Linked DNA regions of Macaca mulatta: region 2 is linked to region 1. The links are chromatin contacts, called in public Hi-C maps. All regions are on one chromosome and are shown on one strand. Each heading gives the region's core, a stretch centred on a gene start, on an enhancer-like site or on the middle of the called end of the contact. The rest is flanking DNA. Distances are from core to core; before and after follow the strand shown. Region 1 holds the start of HMG20B (high mobility group 20B). Region 2 holds the start of CACTIN (cactin, spliceosome C complex subunit).

Region 1 (7,263 bases), core at 22-2,521:
TTGAACAATTCAATGAATGTGTATTGAACACCCACCACGGTCACTGCTGTGAACCAAACAGGCAGGCCACAGAGAGGAAACCGACTTACGGAGAAAAAAAAAAAAAAAATCAGAGGCGAGGTCCTGGCTGAGCAGGTGACATTTGAGCGGACTTGAGGAAGAGGAAGGGGGCTGGGCGCGGTGGCTCACACCTGTAATCCCAGCACTTTGGGAGGCCGAGGCAGGTGGATCACGAGGTCAGGAGTTTAAGACCAGCCTGGCCAAGATGGTGAAACCCTGTCTCTACTAAAAATACAAAAATTAGCCAGGCGTAGTGGCAGGCGTGTGTAATCCCAGCTACTCGGGAGGTTGAGGCAGAGAATTGCTTGAACCCGGGAGGCAGAGGTTGCAGTGTGCCGAGATCGAGCCACTGCACTCCAGCCTGGGCGACGGAGCAAGACTCCGTCTCAAAAAAAAAAAAAAAAAAAGAGGAAGTGAGCAGCCCCCAACTTGGGTCTGATCCCCCAGAGCGGAGCATCCTGACCCAACTTCACCAGGTCCTTGCAACCTCCCTTTACCACCATCTTTCCCCAAATACTTCCAGCCCAGCTCCCAACCCCACCCCCTGACTGACCCACACCCCGTTCTCAGCTTCGCAGCATCCCAGCCTCTATGCCCTGGACATCGTGCGATGTCCCCATTGCACAGGAGGGAAAGCCCAGATCCCACTGGGAAAGCCGCCCCTGTGGCCAGAAGCCCTCGGATCCGGATGTCGGGGGTTCTGAATAAATAAATAGGAAACGTCTCCGATGGGTTTTGCAGGATGTTAAGAACAGGTCCCACCTTGTCCTAGGGCTGGGGGCTGCCTCACAGGAACTTAACCCTAGCACCTCCGTCCCCATGGCAACCGGGGCGTGGCCCGACCCGGATCCGCGGGTCGCGCCATCCGGCAGCTGCTGGGAGTATCGCCCTCAGAGCGGGAGGAGGAGTCGGCGCCTCACCTACTGGCCCTTTAAGAGGCTCCGCCCGGCAAGTCCGCCACGCGCTCCCGATTGGTCCCGAGCGCGGCCGAGCGCAGCCGAACTTGACGCACCGCCCGCCGCCTTCCTTACTAACCTCCCACGCGGCTCAGCAGCCTCCCCAGCCAATCGCCGGCCGGCGCGCCGATCGGTATCTGCATGGGCACGCCCCGGGGGAAGGCCTCACCCAATGGGACCGTTCGCCGAGGCCTCATTAGCATGCCGGGGGCGGGGAGGGGCGGGGCAGTCGGCGGGGGTGGGCTGCGGGCGGTTGGTTGGAGCGTCGCGCAGTCGGGAGGTCCGGGAAAGTTTCTTTGGAGGTGAAAACAGCCGCGGAACTCCGGGCCTTGCGAGGGGGCGGGGGTGCGGGGGTCCCAGGGCCGGGTCGGGGTCTTTCCTGGGCCGGGGGGAACCGGCCCAGGCCTCCCGGGGGGCAATCGCCCAACAAAGGATTCTTGGGGCGCCCGCCCTCGAGGACTTCCCCGCCCCCGGATCCGGCCCCCCCAGCGCTCCGGGCCCGGCATCCCGGGGCTCTCCATCACGGGATACCCCAGTTCGCGGTCCGCCATCAATCAGCCCAGGCGCTACTCAACTCCGCCCGCGTCCGTGTTCCAGGTCCGGCCCGGAGCAGCCATGTCCCACGGCCCCAAGCAGCCCGGCACGGCCGCCGCGTGAGTGCTCCGATTCCCTCCCCACGCCCTCGCTACCTTCCCGGCTGCAGCCCTAGCTCCTGAACCCCCGCTCCAGTCACCCCGGCCGGGGTCTCGACCGCCCCCAACCTGGGTCAGGGGGCTTCTCCCTCCATCCAATCCTGCATACCCCACCTCGGCCTCCAGCCCCTCCCAGGAGCCCCGCTTGTCCCACCTTCCGCGGATACTGACCCCATCAGACCCTGCTTCCTCGGGCTCATGCACTCTCGCAGCAGCCCCATCGTCGGGCGTCTAAAAGCCTTGGGGTAGGCGTTTGGGGGAGGGGAGGCTCTAGGGACGGGGCTGACCTCTGTATCCTTGGCTCCAGGCCGGCGGGCGGCAAGGCTCCGGGCCAGCATGGGGGCTTCGTGGTGGCTGTCAAGCAAGAGCGCGGCGAGGGTCCACGCGCCGGCGAGAAGGGGTCCCACGAGGAGGAGGTGAGAGTCCCTGCGCTGAGCTGGGGGAGGCCCCGGGCTGCGGCCCCAGCCTTGAAGTCCCGCCCCAGGCTGGATTTGAATTGCTTGTGGCTCCGCCCACAGCCCAGATTTTCCTCCGGAAGCTGAGACCCCGCCCCGTGCGAGCTGCCACGCCCCTGACAGGTCCTCTGCCTCCCTAAGTCCAGGCCCCGCCCACCACACAATGCCAGCTCTGCCCACTCTAAGGTCCCGCCCACTTCCACTCCTTGGGGGCGGCACCCTCCCCATGGTCCTGTGGGCCCTTTCTCCAAGAAGCCACGCCCACCAAGCAGAGGCCACGCCTACAATCTAAGTAAACACCACCCCTGTGCTCAAACCTCGGCCCATAGTCTCTGGGATCCCCTCATCCCTGGCCAGGGACCCCTCTAAACCACCGTGTCCTGACTCCTGACTGGGCCCTACCTCCATCTCTTCCGGGTTCTTCCTCCCAACTAGGCCCCGCCCCGTCCCCGCCCATACAGCATTAGGCCCCGCCCATGCCCCTCTGAGCCCCGCCCCAGTACGCCAGGCCCCCCTCCCAACGACGCAGCCCGGTTCTGCAGCCGGTGAAGAAACGCGGCTGGCCCAAGGGCAAGAAGCGGAAGAAGATTCTGCCGAATGGGCCCAAGGCACCGGTCACAGGCTACGTGCGCTTCCTGAACGAGCGGCGCGAGCAGATCCGCACGCGCCACCCGGATCTGCCCTTTCCCGAGATCACCAAGATGTTGGGCGCCGAGTGGAGCAAGCTGCAGCCAACGGAGAAGCAGGTGAGCGGGGCGCTGAGCAGGGCCGGCGGACCCCCGTACTACCAGTAGCCCCGACCCCCAAAGGATTCCACGTGCAGGGCTTTTCCTTATGCCTGGTGAAATGCCCACCCATGACCAGTTTTTGTGTGTGTGTGTGTGTGTGTGTGTGTGTGAGATGGAGTCTTGCTCTGTTGCCCAGGCTGGAGTGCAGTGTCGCGATCTCGGCTCACTGCAACCTCCACCTCCCGGGTTCAAGCAGTTCTCCTGTCTCAGCCTCCCAAGTAGCTGGGATTACAGGCGCCAGCCACCACGCCCTGCTAACTTTTGTATTTTTAGTAGAAATGGAGTTTCGCCATGTTGGCCAGGCTGGTCTTGAACTCTTGACCTCAAATGATCTGCCCACCTCAGTCTCCCAAAGTACTGATATTACAGGCATTAGCCACCATGGCCAGCCCATGACCAGCTTTTGGGGGCGCGGCTAGCAAGAGGCAAGACAGATCGAAAACTGGGTGACCAACAAAGATATGTCTAAGAAGTCAGGATAAGGCCTGGATTTTTTGTGAAATCTGATTTTCATATACTGTTAGTTTAAAAATTGCAAAAACATCACGGAAATGTAACAAAAGCCACCGCCGCTTTGCACCCCTGTAAGTGAAATTTCAAAGAGAAAAACGGGTGCAGGAGGGAGTCTAGATATCCACATACCCTGGAGGTTGGGTGCCTGCCCATGACTCTGGCGCCCAGGAGTGTCTTGTCAGGGCGGGAGTTGGGGATGAGCCTGGGGCATGGGAAGTGATGTGGGAGCTCAGAGGTCCTTGAGCAACAGGCTGAGGAGCCGGTTCTGTCTGTCTGGAGGGAATAGGGAACTATGGAAGGTTCAGGAGAGGGGAGGGTGCTGTGAAAGCTGAGTGATGAAGACTGGGTCCTGGCGTTAGAGGCTTCCCCTGCCTCAGGTCTTTTGGTGCTGTCCCCCAGCGGTACCTGGATGAGGCCGAGAGAGAGAAGCAGCAGTACATGAAGGAGCTGCGGGCCTACCAGCAGTCGGAAGCCTATAAGATGTGCACGGAGAAGATCCAGGAGAAGAAGATCAAGAAAGGTGGGAGGGGTCAGGCGCGGTGGCTCACGCCTGTAATCCCAGCACTTTGGGAGGCCGAGGTGGGTGGATCATCTGAGGTCAGGAGTTCAAGACCAGCCTGGCCAACATGGTGAAACCCCCCCCCCCACTACTAAAAATACAAAAATTAGCTGGGTGTGGTGGCGGGTGCCTGTAATCCCAGCTACTCGGGAGGCTAAGGCAGAGAATTGCTTGAACCCGGGAGGCAGAGGTTGCAGTGAGCCAAGATGACTGCACTCTAGCCTGGGCGACAGGGCAAGACTCCGTCTCAAAAAAAAAAAAAGTGAGAAGGGCCGGTGCGAGCAATTGGGGTTCTGCTCTGTGGGGTGCGACCTCTGCCCAGGCAGGGCCTCGGCTCCATGGGGCACAGTCCCGTGGGATGGGCGGGGAAAAGATACATAACCAGAGTGAAGGGGGCTCACTCGCTACAGCGATGGGGGATTCCCAGACGCGGGGGACTCAGGTGGGGAGCTGGAGCCGGCTGAGCAGCACTAACCTAGGGTGCAGGGCATGGTCCCTGGAGGCCTGGGAGGCTGACTCTGCCCTTCCCCTCTCCCGCCAGAAGACTCAGGCTCTGGGCTCATGAACACCCTCCTGAATGGACACAAGGTAAGCGACCTTCCTCTTCTCAAAGCACCTGCGGGAGAAAGGTCTGGAGGCTTCCAGAACCCTGAGCCAGAGCTCCGGGGAGAAAGCGATCGCCACACGCCCAGATGTGTGCAAGCAGGGGCGGTACCACTGCACCGTGGGGACGCTATTGGTGGCACTCCCACCCGGGGTGCCCCAGGAGACCCTCCCAGGCTTGGGACACACCCAGAAAGCGTGGCTGTCCCCTACCACCAGCAAAATTGCCACTTTGTCCCTTCCTGTTAGGGTGGGGACTGCGATGGCTTCTCCACCTTCGATGTTCCCATCTTCACTGAAGAGTTCTTGGACCAAAACAAAGGTGAGCGTTAACTGCGGTCCTGATGCGAACTCCGTGGAAGTGGGTAGTGGAGCGGAGCGTGGGCCAAGAGGGCCCCAAGGCTGGAGGAGACGGTTCGGGAGGTTTCCTATGAGCGCCCAGGTGCGCGCCGTCGCCCTAGCAGCTGATGTGGAGCAGGAGGCAGACGGCGCAGTGAGGGAAGCCCAGTGAGGGAAGCCCGGGCAAGGGGCACGTCCCTGGCAAAAGCCCGGCGGTGGGGGAGAGGGGAGGCGCAGGCTCTGACCCCGTTCCCCCTATGCCCGGCGCAGCGCGAGAGGCGGAGCTTCGGCGTTTGCGGAAGATGAACGTGGCCTTCGAGGAGCAGAACGCGGTGCTGCAGAGGCACACGCAGAGCATGAGCAGCGCGCGCGAGCGTCTGGAGCAGGAGCTGGCGCTGGAGGAGCGGAGGACGCTGGCGCTGCAGCAGCAGCTCCAGGCCGTGCGCCAGGCGCTCACCGCCAGCTTCGCCTCACTGCCGGTGCCGGGTGCGGGCCCCGCCCCCATCTCCCAGTCCCGCCCGGGTCACCGAGCCCCGCCTCCTCCCCCCTTCCGCAGTCACCTGGCCCCGCCTATTGCCCCGCCCTCATCGCACACACACAACCCCCCCCAGCTCCGCCCCCTTCCCCACCCCCGCACCCCTACTCCATTACTCCGTCTGGTTCTTCCCAGACCACCCCCGAGCTCCGCTCCGCGCCCCATTACTCAACCCTGTCCCCGGCCTCGCCCACACCGACCGCGTCTCCCTGCCACGACCTCTCCCGACCTGTCCCCGCTGAATCGCCGACTCCCGCGAGCACCTGATCCCCTCCTCCCGCAGCCCCTTTGTGTCCCTACCTCGGAGGTTCCGGGCACCGCTCCCTACCGGCCCCACCCTCGCTAGCCCCTCTCCCTCGCCAGCCCCCGACCAGCCTGAGCACTGACCCGGCCTCCCCGCTCGCCTCGCCACGCCACGTCCCCACCTCCCCACGCCCCCATCACCCATCCCTCCCCACGCTCTGCTGACCACTGAGCACCCCCTCGCCCCCCAGTCCCGTCCCACGCGACCCCAGCCCCCCAGTGTCATCCCCACTTCCCCGACCCCGTTCCCTCCATCCGTGACTGTCCTCAGCGACCCTGGACGCCCGCCTCCCCACCCTGCCCCTGTCCCCGCCATCCTCCAGGCCCGGCTGACCTTAGCCCACCCTGCGCCCCTCCTGCGCTGGCCCGGTCCTGAGCTCCGAGCGCCCGCGCAACCCGCCCTGAGTCACCCCCTACCTCTGCCCCTGGAGCCCCTGCCCGCGACTCCCCGGCACCCTTGCCTCACCCACTCACCTGTCCCCCAGGCACGGGCGAAACGCCCACGCTGGGAACTCTGGACTTCTACATGGCCCGGCTGCACGGAGCTATCGAGCGCGACCCTGCGCAGCACGAGAAGCTCATCGTCCGCATCAAGGAAATCCTGGCCCAGGTCGCCAGGTGTGTGCCGGGCGAGGCGGGGCGGGGCCGGGATTCTGGCCCCAGGTGTGTCCGCCCTGCGGTTCCCCAGCTCCGCGGGGGCTGCCGGGTGGGGCTCCACAGCATGATCTTACTAGGAGACCACCTCCCGGGGAATCGCCCTGCGGTCGCCCCATGCACCAGTGCTGGGATGGTCGGGGATGTTCTGCCAGACCCCCCGAGCCGGCAGGACCCACTCGGGGGCACCAGAACTTCCCCACAGCTTCTCAGGGTGGATCCCAGTGCCCGGGTTAGATGGGTTCAACGCCTATACCCCAACCCTGGCATCTGTTGGAGCAGCTGATGGGCCATGGCCTCTGGGGTTCCCCAGGGCCGGGGTGGGGGCCAGAGATGATGAGGGTCTCATCCCAGGCCCTCTGCTCTCTTGTTTCAGCGAGCACCTGTGAGGAGTGGGCGGGCCCACGATGCAGAGGAGAAGCTGTGGGCGCGGCCCTGCCCCACCCCACCCCGTGGACGAGAGGCTGGGGGTCCACCCTTTGGGGCCTGGTCCCATCTTGCACCTTGGGGGCTCCAGCCCCCCTAAAATTAAATTTCTGCAGCATCCCTTTAGCTTTCAGTCTCCCCAGACCCCTGAACCCAGAAAAAGCACTCGCTGCGCGCTACACCCAGAAGAACCGCACAGCCGCAGGTGCCCCTCCTCGGAGGACAGCCACACACTATACTGGCTCTCCACTGGCTCTCCAGGCCACCCCCGGGACGCAGGGCAGACGAAACCCACCCCTAGCACACAGCAGGACCCCCCAAATTACTCACTATAGGGGGTCTGTGCCACAGGCCACACAGAGCTACCTTGTGGGGACTTA
Region 2 (7,426 bases), core at 4,271-6,770, 53 kb after region 1:
GGGGGACATGTCAGTTGAGGCCTGACAAAAGAGAACAGCCCGGGAAGGGGCAGAGTGTGGCCAGGCAGGGGTGCAGCGGGGTGAGGGCCCCAAGGCGGAAGGAGCCCGCTGTGTTCTCAGATGACACTGGGCAGAAGCCACCTGGGGACCCCACAGCTCCCAACTGCACAACCGGCGAGCAGGTGCAGTCGGCCCAGCCCACCCGTTGCCTGCTCCACCCCCTCCACAAGTGGGCGCTGCTTCAGATGAGCTGTGTCCCCCACAGGCACATCCCCGTCTGAACCCCTGTAGCTATAACTGTGACCCTATGTGAAAGGAGGTCTTAGCCGGACACGGTGGCTCACACCTGTAATCCCAGCACTTTGGGAGGCCAAGGCAGGCGGATCACTTGAGGTCAGGAGCTCGAGACCAGCCTGACCAACATGGTTCAACTCCATCTCTACTAGAAATACAAAAATGAGCCGAGTGTGGTGGCACACGCCTGTGATTCCAGCTACTTGGGAGGCTGAGGCACGGGAATCACTTGAACCTGGGAGGCGGAGGTTGCAGTGAGCCAGGATCGCGCCATTGTACTCCAGCCTGGACAACAGAGCGAGACTCTGTCTCAAAAAGAAAAAAAAAGTGATGACGTCTCGCAGACGTAGGTAAGATGACGTCATCCTGGAGGTGGCAGGCCCTCATCCAACGCCTGGTATCCTCACGAGAAGAGGAACATTCAGACACAGACACACGGAGGAGAAGGCCGTGTGGAGGCGGAGATGGGAAGAGAGCCAGCCACGCAACACAGGAACAGACCGGGTTCTGCGGCTACGAGCCAGGGAGGGCTCAGGAATCACCAGCCATGACTGGGAGCTGGGAGAGGCAGGAGGGGCCTCCCCTCGGCCCCCGGAGGGAGTGCGGTCCTGCCCACACCTGCCCGCGCCTTGATTTTGGACTTCTGGCCTCCAGAACGAAGAGATGAAAAGTTCTGTTGCTTTTTGCCACCAGTGTGGCTAGTGGTTACATGCGAGGCGCAGAACGAAACAACCAGCTCAAGACGACAGAGCACCTGGAACTGTGGAACCCTGTCCTGGGTACGTGATGCCAAGAGCTGGCTCTCCAGACAGGTTTCAGGTTGGGCTGGTGTTCGGGGCAAAGAATAGCTGAAGCTTACACCGCAAGAGACACAGCTAATGGCAAGAAAGTGATGGTGAGCCGGGCGCAGTGGCTCACACCTGTAATCCCAGAACTCTGGGAGGCTGAGGTGGGAAAATCACTTGAGCTTAGGAGTTCGAGACCAGCCTGGCCAACACAGTGAGACTCCATCGCTACAAAAAAATACAAAATTAGCTGGCCATGGTGGTGGTGCTTGTGGTCCCAGAAAGTCAAAAGGTTGAGGAACGAGGATCGCTGGAGGCCAGGAGGTCAAGGCTGCAGTGTGCCACAATCACGCACTGCACTCCAGCCTGGGCGACAGAGCGAGACCCTGTGTCCAAAAAAAAAAAAAAAAAAAAAAAGCTGATGGCGGCAGAAGCTGGCTCATGCGATCTTTCATGATTGAGTGCGGGCTGGGAGTGTCTCAAGTGTTGGGGTCTCCAGAAACAGCGGAAATGCTACAGGGACAGAGGCCGCCACCCGGCGGGGCCCACCTTGTTCCAGATGAAGGTGCCCAGCAGGTTGTTGTCTCCGAAGGGGTTGTCGGTGTTGGTGTAGCCCATGTACTCCTCACCCCAGCCCATCTTCTCCCGCTTCTTGCGCTCCTTGGCCTCCTTCTTGGCCAGCCGCCGTGCGCGCTTCTCCTCGGGCGTCTCGAAGGCCTTCATCAGCTCCTCCTGCTGCTTCCGCTCCTCCCGCAGGCGCAGCCGCTCCTGCAGGTTCTGCTGCTGGCTCAGGGCGGCCGCGGCCGCCCGGGGGCTCTGGGATCGCCGTGGAGATGCAGAGCTGGATGCTGAGGAGCTAGGGGACCAGGAGCGCGCACGCCGTCGCCGGTGAGCCCACTGGCCCCGTGACTGCTCCTCTCCCGAGTCTGACTGAGAGGACCCATCCCTCGAGCACCACCGGGACCGCGGGGGGCTCCGGCTTCGCATCCCTGAGTGCTGCCACCGCTCTTCCTCCGAATCTGACCTGCAGAGAGGACCCATGGACGCCTGCTCAGTGCCTGCTGCTGTCATCTGCTCCACAGATGCTTACTGGGTGCCCATAGGGGGAGGGGGCAGGCACTGTTCTAGGCTCTGGGGATGTAGCAGTGACTCAAATACTGATGGCTTCTGTCTTCCTGGGCTTACCCTCTGGTGGGTCCCAACAAGGAAGAGAGCAATAAATAAACACACCATGCAACAGCAGGCAGAGGCAGAAGCCACAGAGAGTAGATGCCGAGCACAGGGGCTGGGGCTGCAGGGCCCAGGGCAGAGAGGGGCTCTCTCAGGAGCTGACACTGAGCCAAGGTCTGGAGGGAGTAGGGAGGCAGCGATGGGTGGATTTGGAGGGAGAGTGTTCGAGGCAGAACAAGAGTAAGGGCCTAGAGGCACTGACTTGGCACCTTGTAAGAACAACAAGGAGGCTGTGTGGCTGAGACAGAGTGTGGCGGAGAGGGAGGAGGCGACGGCAGGGAGGTGGCTGGGGCTGGTGGTGCAGGAGTTATAAGGGTATGAACCAGGCGACCCGAACGCATCTAGGTTGTCAAGGGAGGGCTTCCTAGATGGAAGTGGCATTTGAACTGGTCCCACAGGATGGACAGGAGTTAACACAATAGAGCGCAGGGAATGGAAGATGCACAACCCCAGGGGTGGTTCAAGGGCCTTTAATTTTATTTATTAGAGACAGGGTCTATTAGACACAAAGTCTACTGGAGACAAGGTCTATATTTTTATTCATTAGAGAGAGGGTCTGCCTCTGTCACCCAGGCTGGAGTGCAGTGGCACGATCAGAGCTCACTGCAGCCTTGACCTCCTGGGCTCAAGCCATCCTCTCGCCTCAGCCTCCTGAGTAGCTGGGACTACAGGCGCACACCACCACACCCAGCTAACTTTTTACATTTTTTGAACAGAGGGGTTCTTGCTATGTTGCCCAGGCTGGTCTTGAACTCCTGGGCTCAGGCAAGCCTTCTGTCTTAGCCTCCCGAAGTGCTGGGATTACAGATGTGAGCCACTGCACCCAGTCACGTTTAGGCATCTTTGTACACACAGAACTGCCAAATATTTTGTTAAATGTTCTACCCATTAAGCTCATACCAAAAAATCTAAACTATGTTGAAACCAATCATTGCGGAGCCCTTAAATATTGGCCACAAATTCGATTGAATTTTCCTGAACATTAATTCTAACATTAATTCTATCTAGTGTGGCAAATTATTGCAAATAATTCCACTACCAGAAAATGGCAGACAAAAACACACAAAGATGACATTAACAAGACTTATGCGGCCAGGTGCAGTGGCTCACACCTGTAATCCCAACACTTTGGGGGGCCAAGGTGGGCGGATCATGAGGTCAGGAGGTCGAGACCATCCTGGCTAACACGGTGAAACCCCTTCTCTACTAAAAAATACAAAAAAAATAGCCAGGCAAGGTGGCGGGCGCCTGTAGTCCCAGCTACTCGGGAGGCTGAGGCAGGAGAATGGCGTGAACCCGGGGGGCGGAGCTTGCAGTGAGCTGAGATCCGGCCACTGCACTCCAGCCTGGGGGACAGAGCGAGACTCCATCTCAAAAATAAAAAAAATGGCCGCACGCGGTGACTTAAGCCTGTAATCCCAGCACTTTGGGAGGCCGAGACAGGTGGATCACGAGCTCAGGAGATCGAGACCATCCTGGCTAACACGGTGAAACCCCGTCTCTACTAAAAAAATACAGGCCGGGCGCAGTGGCTCAAGCCTGTAATCCCAGCACTTTGGGAGGCCGAGACGGGATGATCACAAGGTCAAGAGATCGAGACCATCCTGGCTAACACGGTGAAACCCCGTCTCTACTAGAAAATACAAAAAACTAGCCGGGCGAGGTAGCGGGCGCCTGTAGTCCCAGCTACTAGGGAGGCTGAGGCAGGAGAATGGCGTGAACCCAGGAGGCGGAGCTTGCAGTGAGCCGAGATCCGGCCACTGCACTCCAGCCTGGGTGACAGAGCGAGACTCTGTCTCAAAAAAAATTAAAAAAAATAAAAAATAAAAATAAAAACAAGACTTATGGCCAGGCATGGTGGCTCACGCCTGTAATCCCAGCACTTTGGGAGATCTCTTGAGGGCCAGGATTACTTGAGGTCAGGAGTTCAAGACCTGCCTGGCCAACATGGAGAAACCCCAGCTCTACTAAAAAATACAAAAATTAGCTGGGTTGGCAACATGCACCTGTAATCTCAGCTACCCGGGAGGCTGAGGCTGAAGAATCGCTTGAACCCGGGAGGCACAGGTAACAGTGAGCTGAGATGGCGCCACTCCACCCAAGCCTGGGCGACAGAGGAAGACTCTGTCTCAAAAACAAACAAACAAACAAACAACCACAGCAGATGAGTGAACATGGCCCAGAGTGAGGCAAAACTGGCCTGAGTGTCACAGCCACGAAGGGGCTGAGCCAGCACTGGAGCCCCGGTCTGGGAATCAGTCCCTGTCACCATTCTGGTTTCTCTGTACAGGACCCAGCTCAAGGCAAATCCGACTAAGTGTCCCATCTCCAGAAGCAAAGGACCGTGGGCAGTGGGGAAGCTGAGATTAAGGTACTAGGAGTCAGCTGTGAATCCTGCCAGCTGACACCGAGTCTTCTTCCCTCCCACAGTCCACCTCCATTAGCAAATGCTGTCACCTCTACTTCCAGAATCCCTCTGAAATCTATGCACTTTCCCCGCTGTGGTTGCCTACAGCCTCTCTCTCATCGAGGCTGCCATCATCTACTCTCTGGACAACCGTGCCGTCCTCCTCTGGTGCCGCTCCTGCCCACCCCGCTCCATCCCTTCTCCACCTCAAAGCCAGAAAGTTTGCACAGTCAGTCAGTCCACGTCACTCCCCTGCCCAAATTCCTCTCAAGGCTCCCCATTTCCCTCCGACTAATAACCAAGATCCAATGTGCTGAGCACAAAGGGCTCGATATGATCTGGTCTCTGGTTACCTCCCCGCCGCTTCGCTCACCCGGCTCCGGGCTGTCCCTCCAACCACCCGGTCCCCTGCCTGGAACGCCTCTCGCCTTCCTTCCGCTGCCAAGTTAACTGCGACTCGTGGTCAGTTGTCCCCTTCTCCAGGAAGCCCTCCCCGAGTAAGTCGGGGATCTCCCAGTTCCCCGGGATCTCCAACCCTCGGTCGGGCGCTCCTGAGGTAGGAGCCGGATCCCCAGCGCTGCTCCCGCAGCGACCCCACCTACGCTCCCGGCTCCGCCGCCTCCGTCTGCGCCGTCCCTCGTCCTCCCGGCGCCGCCGGTTTCGCCGCCCATGGCTCCTGCTCCGACTTCGGCTCCGGCTCCCGCTCTGGCTCCGCTGCCTTCGGCCGCGGCGACCCGCTGACCGCGAGCGCGAGCGTGTGTCCCGACCCATCGGCTGGGCCAGTGGCCGCGACGCTGACACCAATAGCCGAAGCCGGCGCTGGGGGCCTTTCTCGCTCACGGCGCTCTCCAGACTGCCCCGTCCGGGCCTGAGCCAGGAGAGAACAACCCATCACGCCGCCACAGCCTGCAAGGACTCCGACGCCCCAGACTCTCTACTACATCTGAAAATGTGGACCGCGTGATCGACTCCACTGACATTGTAGGCTCCAGGGCGAGGGGTTCTCCTTTCAGGCAGTGTCGGAGGCAGCCCCAGGCGGGTCCCCGCGCCTCAGGGGGCCTGAGAAACTGTGGGCCGGGCAAGGGCAAACTAGGCACCTTATGGGGGGAGGGGCCTGCGGAGGCGGGACCAATAAGAAGCGGGTCTAGACCCGAAGTGGCACTTCATTGGCGTGACCAGGGGCGTGGCCAAGGAGAGGCGTGTCTGGGGAGCGAGGTCCCCGAAAGGCAAAGAACCAGGAAGGGCTTAGGTACCAGGCAGCTCCAGAGGGCAGAGGGTGGGCGCGGGGACAGAAACTGAAAAGCCTTCCTATGAGAGTCATCGTTATGCTCCACCACCTGCCAATGAACCACCTGCCAATGAACACCTGTGTATTTTGGGAGTTAAGCTTTAAAAAAAAAACTTTGATAACTCCTTGTATTGCCCCATCAACTCATTTTAGAGATGGGGAAACTGAGGCTTGGGGGGAAGCTGAGGCTCAGGGAGGGAAAGTCACATTTAACACCTACCTTCTCAACCCAGGCTGCCCAGCTTTGTGGTGTGGGTGCTGGGGACCCGTGGGAGGGTTGTGAGCAGGGTTTGGGGGACTTGCTGTTGAAACAAGTTTGGCATGGGAGGACGGACTTCAAGGGCAAGGCTGGAGGCACCTAGAAGACACTGATGTGCCGTCTTGGGCTCCCCCAGCCCGTGGTCGCTGCTACCACCACGCCCTGCAGTTCTAACCACTCAGAGCTAGGAAGGCCTGTTTCTGGAGGATGATGGTAATTGAAGCAAACTTTTAAAATGTTTATCTTGGTCGGGTGCAGTGGCTCACGCCTGTAATCCCAGCACTTTGGGAGGCCCAGGCAGGCGGATCACCTGAGGTCAGGAATTCAAGACCAGCCTGGCCAATATGGTGAAACCCTATCTCTACTAAATAATACAAAAATTAGCCAGGTGTGGTGGCAGGCACCTGTAATCCCAGCTACTTGGGAGGCTGAGGCAGAGAGAATCGCTTGAACCCGGGAGGCAGCGGTTGCAGTGAGCCGACATTGTGCCACCGCACTACGGCCTCGGTGACAAAGCAAGACTCTATCTCAAAAAAAAAAAAAGAAAAAAAAATTAAAATGTTTATCTTGAGTCGGGCACAGTGGCTCATGCCTGTAATCCCAACACTTTGGGAGGCTGAGGCAGGTGGATCTTGAGGTCAGGAGTTCGAGACCAGCCTGGCCAACATGGTGAAACCCCGGCTCTACTAAAAATACAAAAATTAGCTGGGCATGGTGGCACGATTGTACCACTGTAATCCCAGCTGTAATCCCAGCTACTCGGGAGGCTGAAGCAGAGAATCGCTTGAACTCAGGAAGCGGAGGTTGCTGTGAGTTGAGATCGCACCACTGCACTCCAACCTGGGCGACAGAGCAAGTCTCCGTTTCAAAATAAATAAATAAAATGCTTATCTTGGAATACAACTTCCTAACATCCCCACAAACGCTGGCTTTGTATGCTTTGCTTGCTGTTAAGGCAAGGATGGAATCTTACAGAGGAAGCAGACGACCATCTCCTGACACTCTAGATGATGACCTTGCCGGTCCTGAGATGTGGGTTGTCATGGTGTTGGGATGGTCCAAAACAACGCGAAGGCCCGACCCTGTGCTTCCCAAAATTCAGATGCATCCTTGCAGCACATTAGAGATTGGCTGCATGGGCTGGGCACAGTGGCTCAGTCCTG

Evidence for each region. Hi-C and Micro-C count contacts between places; a contact is called where the count stands out from the background.
Region 2: a contact with region 1 is called in a Hi-C map of cortical neurons, with 2.1 times the contacts expected there. The contact joins the promoter of CACTIN here to the promoter of HMG20B in region 1. A contact is called at or near these places in 3 of 14 Hi-C or Micro-C datasets (blood, cortical neurons and liver).

Annotation. Positions count from the first base shown.
Region 1 is chr19:4,383,280-4,390,542 of T2T-MMU8v2.0, forward strand. HMG20B (high mobility group 20B) reads left to right here and starts at 1,272. Exons shown (of 10, transcript XM_077979161.1): 1 at 1,272-1,361; 2 at 1,614-1,669; 3 at 2,016-2,124; 4 at 2,706-2,909; 5 at 3,864-3,984; 6 at 4,568-4,611; 7 at 4,876-4,948; 8 at 5,236-5,451; 9 at 6,289-6,421; 10 at 6,834-7,263. The coding sequence starts at 1,632. The coding sequence ends at 6,846.
Region 2 is chr19:4,432,327-4,439,752 of T2T-MMU8v2.0, forward strand. CACTIN (cactin, spliceosome C complex subunit) reads right to left here and starts at 5,521. Exons shown (of 11, transcript XM_077978993.1): 1 at 5,315-5,521; 2 at 1,629-2,103. The coding sequence starts at 5,487. LOC144336983 (a long non-coding RNA gene) reads left to right here. Exons shown (of 2, transcript XR_013409535.1): 2 at 1-1,509.